Linked DNA regions of Anas platyrhynchos: region 1 is linked to region 2. The links are chromatin contacts, called in public Hi-C maps. All regions are on one chromosome and are shown on one strand. Each heading gives the region's core, a stretch centred on a gene start, on an enhancer-like site or on the middle of the called end of the contact. The rest is flanking DNA. Distances are from core to core; before and after follow the strand shown.

Evidence for each region. Hi-C and Micro-C count contacts between places; a contact is called where the count stands out from the background.
Region 1: a contact with region 2 is called in a Hi-C map of subcutaneous adipose tissue, with 2.6 times the contacts expected there. The contact joins the promoter of GPR82 here to the promoter of NYX in region 2. A contact is called at or near these places in 5 of 8 Hi-C or Micro-C datasets (F5 follicle, liver, skeletal muscle and 2 more).

The regions. Positions count from the first base shown.
Region 1 is chr1:123,213,153-123,216,454 of IASCAAS_PekinDuck_T2T, reverse strand. GPR82 (G protein-coupled receptor 82) reads right to left here and starts at 1,506. Exons shown (of 3, transcript XM_038171490.2): 1 at 1,244-1,506; 2 at 704-772. The region is part of intron 5 of CASK (calcium/calmodulin dependent serine protein kinase); the gene reads left to right.
Region 2 is chr1:123,081,004-123,084,383 of IASCAAS_PekinDuck_T2T, reverse strand. NYX (nyctalopin) reads right to left here and starts at 1,817. Exons shown (of 4, transcript XM_038171471.2): 1 at 1,186-1,817.

The DNA of each region.
Region 1 (3,302 bases), core at 257-2,756, 130 kb before region 2:
TATCAGTATCTAATGTTACTTTGTTTAGAGATCTAATCTTAGAGATACACATTTGGCATGAATGATTTAGTCATGAACATATGAAACAGTTGCTGAAAAATGATGTATTTCCAAGTTCACTTTTCAATTTATTCTCAATTTCTAGACTGTAAGAAATCAAATCTAATTGGTGTTTAAAGTTCTGTACAATTATAGCACATAAAAATGTGCCTTTCACTTACTAACCTGTAGTGAAGAGAGATTCTCTCATTCACAAGTTTAGTGAAGTTTATCCAACTTAGCTATTATTCCATACAAAAGCATATGGAAAAGAGCAGATTTCAAATTTACAGGTTGAGAGTAATTTTTTTTGAAACATCTATAAGCAAATACCAAAGAATATTCCGTGTAACTATGATAGAACACCTATACACCAAGATGATAGATAGATAAATAACAAGAAGTTGTAAAAGTTATATTTAAAAATTATGCCATAGGTCATGTTTGACAACTTGCAAGTTAAACCAAGTTTTTTGTAGCTGTTGCATTTTTGCCTAAGTCCCGCATCAATCATTGAACCAAATTGTATTAAATTATTTTATTGCAATGAGTTAAATTCATAAAGTAATTGTTGGATTCAGTTATTTAGAAATCTAATGACCATTTTTGTGTAAACACACAGATTTTATCTGGTGAAACAAAGAAGTAGCACTTTTAAGCTTACCTATGCAAGCTGCAGGCACCTTCCTTTGGAGAGAGGGAATTTTGTCTTACGTCCTTTTTATCTCCGCTGCTGCAATGAGAAGGATGATACTTAATTCTGGAAAATAGAGTTACGAAAAATGTCTTCGTGACATAGGTAGGTTTTCAGAATGTGCACTTTTCTTTGGCAGTGTCAGAAGTCAGCTAGGCTTTTAAAGTTCAAACCAAAAATGTCTGTCGAAAAAAAGTCTTTGCAGTTAGGTCAGGATACAGCTCCATTAGAGAATTAAAACGAATGAAATAGAGAAGAGTGGAAGAATGATTGTAACAGTCCTTTGGCCATGTAGCTATGGCACAGAAATACCTTAAAATACTTTATATGGTTCTTTCCTCCTTTGGGGGGTGGAGGAATTGTTACAGTCATGCTCTTTTAAGACTGCCCACTTCCCAGAATGAAAAAGAAAAGTTGATATTTTATGCGTGAGAACTTATTTTCAGTGCAGTTTAACTGTTTTTCAGTTCCAAGAGTTTTCATGAAGCTGACTCTGTTCCTGAAACCCACCTGAAGTAATAAGAGTATATCCATGTCATATCCTCATGCCAGTGACCAAATGAACAGATCACTTCTGTCTAGTCACATGCTGGATTCTGTGGGAGCAGTTAACAGCTGATGCGTTCTAGGCTTACTAATCATTCAGGAAAACCAACTCAGATTGTGTCCAAGAAATGGTGTTTTACAGAAACCACCCAGAAGGCTACAAAGGATGTTTTCCCTCCTCCGGAAGAAGAGTGTTGATCACAGATGAGTCAAACTCCGCTTAGCTCTTCGGAGCTCGAGACTGAATTTCCTTCTTTCTGATACATCTGTGGTCGTCAGATACGAGTTTTCAAAAGCCTTAAATAAGTTCCTCTATGAGAACAGAGGAGATACCATAAAAAAAACTTCTGTAGTTTTACTGAGGTTCTTGTTGTGTTTGCTTTGCTTCGCATATAAGCACCCACTGTAAGAATCCAATAATCCACTTTAGTGATCTACTATGGATTTAGTTGTTCAGTTTTTTGTTGTTGTTCTAAAATGATGGACATGTATTCTGGCCTTTTATTTATACTAAAAAATTGATCTCGTTTAAGATTAAATTTAAGTGAGGGGAACTTGCTGAGAAATACTAGTAATTAGTTCATAATGCTGTAATTAGTTTGCATGCATATTTTAATTTTTGTTCCTGTTAAGCTTAGTTTTACCTTTTCTTTCAACTTTTGAATATATAATTGTGTTAAAAATTTGTTTTAATAGAAAGGTTCTTGTATTAATTAAATATCTAATAGTCTCTTAAGCAGTCTTAGAAGTCCTTGTTTTTGTGGTATTCCATCCAGTTTTAGACACAAGAATAGATATACTGAAAATGTGCTAGGGGGAAACCGTGGTCAGATGCCAAAAGGTGCGGTTGCCCAAAGTTAGCAGTTTTTTTATTATTACTCAGTTGGTTATTACCAGTAGCCTGTAGTATTTTTAATTCAGTGCTCATAATTCTTGCTATGCGAAGAGATAATGATACTTTTTTTACTGATCTATTGTATGATAACAGATTAATATAGTGAATTACAGTCTATCAGACTTCATTTTGCAACTGGTTAGTGAGATGGGCAACAAAGGAATGGGATATTGTAAGTAAAAAGAAAAACAAAACTATCAGCAAAAACAAAAAACACCAGAAGTATGTCATTAGTTCAAAACTGTAAGCACCTTCCTCATTCTTTTAGTGGACTATTTCCATCCACCTAACCTATAAATGGTTTATTTTATCTACAGTACATTTAATGATACTCAAACAGTCCATGTGCATCTCTTATGCAATACACTCGTTAAGTTCTTCATAATGGTCTTCAATTACTTTCTTCACCTCAATTATTTATATTTTCAGCACTCTTAAACCATGGTTACTTACAATTTAAACTTCTTACTGGATTTTATATGCCAGTAAGCAATATATGTTGCCTTTTAGTGCTGTTTGTAGAAAACCTTTTTTGTGGCTCAAAACTGCAAAGACAAGGAAATTCACAGTGAGGAAAGTTATTTCACTTAGCCATTTATAACTCGTACCCAACTCTTGTTATTTAGTACAACCATATATGACAGAGTGATCCACATGCAAACCACTTGTCTGCTGCCTCTCCCATCTATATTCTCAAGATGGTAGAAGACAGCCCAATCAACCTCATCTCCTTGTGCCTGTCACAACCTAGATGGAGAACTGTTCCTGCTGTACAGCAGGATATAGAGTAGATTGGCAGCAGCTGCTCCTCATCGGATGGAATAAGGCAGCAGCCCAGTTACCCTTGGCTCCTGTAGCAGTCCCAGCTCTCTCTGTGCCATGAAAGGCCCAAGAAATGCACTCAGTCTCTAAAGCTTGATGGATGGAAGGCAACTGCTAGTATAGGGCACAGAAAGGTGGGTGCCTCTAAATGGGTCCACTATGAATGCTAAGAATGAATCATCCTAAATAAATGTATAGCATACATCAAACATGCAGCAGCCTTTAACTTGAAGTATAATTTCATGTACTTGGAATTTGATCTATTGGGTGGCTTTAATACTAGGATAAGTCTCTAAGATGCATTGA
Region 2 (3,380 bases), core at 568-3,067:
AGCACAGGGAGAACATCGCTGGGGTTATGGGGACGCTCCCTGCCATACCCAGAGCAGCCCTGGGGAGGGAGAGGGAATCTGGCTCTCTGTTAACCAAAGCTGAGGGCTTGAATCTGCATCTCCCAGCTCTCCACTCTGAGTCTTGGCCTCGACTACATTTCTTTTTCCTCAAGCTGGCTGGCCATGCTCAGATGTTTAATTTCAGGGACAAATGGTTGCTGGTAAAACTTGACCTGGGGCCGGGCTGCTGCTGTCTTCCCCAGCTTCTGCCTTCAAGCAGCTGCTGCTCGTGTCCCACAGGCAGACAGGGAGATGGCACAGCCGGCAGTGCCAGATCCAGCCAGCCTGCCCTATTTCCTGTAGGGATGGCGTGTAGGGATGCAGGGCCTGGGGTCCTGGGCTCATGCAGCTTGTCCTGGCTGCCCTGCCCCAGCCCTGCAGGGTCATTTCTGTCCTGTGTGACAAGCCCAGAGATGCTTTTCTCTTGCTCAGCTCCTTGTGCTGCGCTTTCCCCAGGCTGCTGGCAGCTTTCAGTTCCTTGTTAGCCGATGGGAACGCTGCACAATTCCCTCACGGCTGGCGAGTCCATTCATCTTCATAAAGCCGCTTCCACAGCCCTGCAAACACCTTTTGGAATAGCCTCTCTACAGCCAACCCGCAGCATGCGATATGTTATTGAAGCCAACAGCCCCCCCAGGCCTCGGCAGGCAGGTTATTTACCTCCTGGTGATTAACATCTCCCACCAACGTGGCAGGATCAGTGCTGCCTCCTCCCCCTCGTACAGCACAGACATCTGGGGCTTGTTCACCACTTACCTGGCCCCGCATCAGGAGCCTGCTCTGCAGCCAGCTCAGGTGCTTGGTGGGAGCAAAGCAGAAGCTCTCCTGAGCCATGGTACCATGCTGCAAGGTAATTTGTGCTCTGCTCGCTGTCCTTCCCCACCTGACTTCTGCTTCTGAGCCCCAGGTAACATGGGGCACCCCGTCACACAAAGCACTCGTCGTTACCTGTTTATTGATACACAAGGATAATTTTGTTGTCTAACCTAGGTGCCGGCAGATAGGAAAGAAGCCAATCACCTATGCAGAAGTGAACTTCAACAGCATAATCATCAGCACACTAAGCAGAAGGTTAGCACAGTTTGCTCTTGCAGGTGATCTGGAAGATTTGTTAAATGAACTTACCATGCCTTCCCAAGCATATAATCAAAATGGAAACGCATTCACCGAATAATCGAGCCCCAGATCGAGAACTTGGCTGAAAACACAGCAGGAGAACTGACTAAAAGCTTTTCATCGTGGCCGAGTCCTTCCTCAGCCACGCACACACCTTTCACCCCCTCCTAGGCAAGGAACTAGCACGAGGAAGCCTGCAGCAGTGACAGCTTCCTGCAGGGGTGCTGAGCAGGTTAGCTGCATGCACAACCACTGAGAAAGGCTGGCCCGTGGGCAAGGGCCAGAGAAAGTCGGGCAGCCCAAACTTCTCCTTGCTCTTGTCAGAAAAGCTGCGCTAGCAACAGCTGCGCTTTAGCAACAAGTGTGTTGCAACAAGTTGCTGGAGCTACCGTGCCCGCTCTGCGTTGTAACAGAGAACATCTGCTGTGCGAGGACGGTGGGAAACAGCAGACACCGAGGAGGTGAACACCACGCGTAAGAGGCAGGGGAACGAACGTACAGGCTGCAGAACCACATCGCTCAAGCGGAGCTGTGAGAAAGGTGAAGGGAGCGCTAGACGTGCAGCATTAAAAATAAATCACACCAGGGCTCTGCAAGACACCGCAGCCCTCAAAAAAAAAAAAAAAAAAAAAAAAAAGAGATTCTACACAGAATTTTTTACTATGGTTATTGGTTCCTTTTGATTTCGGCAGAGCTTTCACATTTCTCTGAGAACTTGTGCTGGGGACGCACATGGAGCACCTGCGGGTGCAGGTGTGGGATGGGGAAGTGGCACCGTGCCTGGCACTGCTTGGCTGCGCCCACCTGCACCCTGGTGCCCCACAGGGCAGGACAGCACAGTGAAGGACCACCAAGGGCCACTAAAGGCCATCTCCTTTCCTGTCCCCACTCCTATGCCACAGATGGGTGGAGGAAACCCAGGAGATCAGGGAGCCTGGTCCTGTCCTGGGGTCACCTCGTGAGGAAAGCCAGGATCATTTAATCTCCCATGACGTTCCCACACATCTCCTGAACTCATAATTTGTCTCCTTGCTCTCTTGGCAGGTGACAGCACACTTTTGCAGCTCACCACTGCAGGGTCTGAGGCAGCAGCCGTGTCCCAAGCTCCTGAAGCAGTTCAGCTCACAGCCCTGGCCACGCATCCCTGCACCACTCAGGACACCCAAAAAACATCCTCTCCCTCCTTGGTGCTTGGTGAGCACTGCCAGCAGCTGTTTGGGTGCATTTGGTGGCAGCCCACCCACACTCTCCGCTGTCAGAGCAATGGGTGTGAGCTAGGAAAAATAGGAAATCTTGCTGCTTGGGGCTGCCACTCTGATTTTTAGTGGTACATTCTGAAAGTCGCAAAATAACGAGTAGGTTGTGGAACTGATGAATTAAAAATCTTAAAACTATGCTCCAAGCAGCCCTGGGCTTTGTACTGGCCAGCAGCAGAGGCAAGGTTTTTGCTTTCCGTGGTGTGGGGAGAGGCAAACCCACAGCCCGCCATCCTCTGAAGAAGTGCCCTAACAGCAGGCAGCTGCGGGCTGGCGTGGATCAGAAGAGGACTGTCACCCCCTCCTGTCGAAACCGTGACACTGTGCTGCACGATTCACAGATACTGCCCGGAGGTTTCTGCGTGGCAGAAATGCACCGAAATAGCAGCCGGGCTCTTGCAAACACATCCAGGGGGGGTGTTGTGGTGGGGGAAGCGTTGCCTTCTGTTTCCTGGACAGCTTCTGCATTTCTCACTGTACCATCCTATGAATAAAATGCAGAAGCACCCTCTGGAGCAGAGAGCAGACCCCAGGAAAAGCTCCCCGTGCACCATGCACCGAAAGTTCCCCTTGCAGCCAGCCCTGGCCACAAGCAGCCCCCTCAGGTCCACCCTGCCCCTGGCTTGACGGACACTCAAACAGATTAAAAAAATAAGCAAATAAAACCTCAAGGTCCGCAGTCAGTGGGCACCAGTGGAGCAGGAGCCGCAAAGGTGAAAGTTTCGTGCTGTAAATAATTTCTGGTTTGGGTACTCACATCCCTATGGGAGCTCCCAGGTGGGTGGGAAGGACCCAGCAGGATGGGGAAGGGGTGGCATCTCCAGGAGCCCCGCCAGCACCGCTGCCATCGTGCAGGTGGCACGGGAGGCAGCAAGATCAACAGAAACCCCGACCGAGAGATGAAGAGGCAGTTTTGGAGCAAATCTGACACGAGGCAAGAAAGCTCAG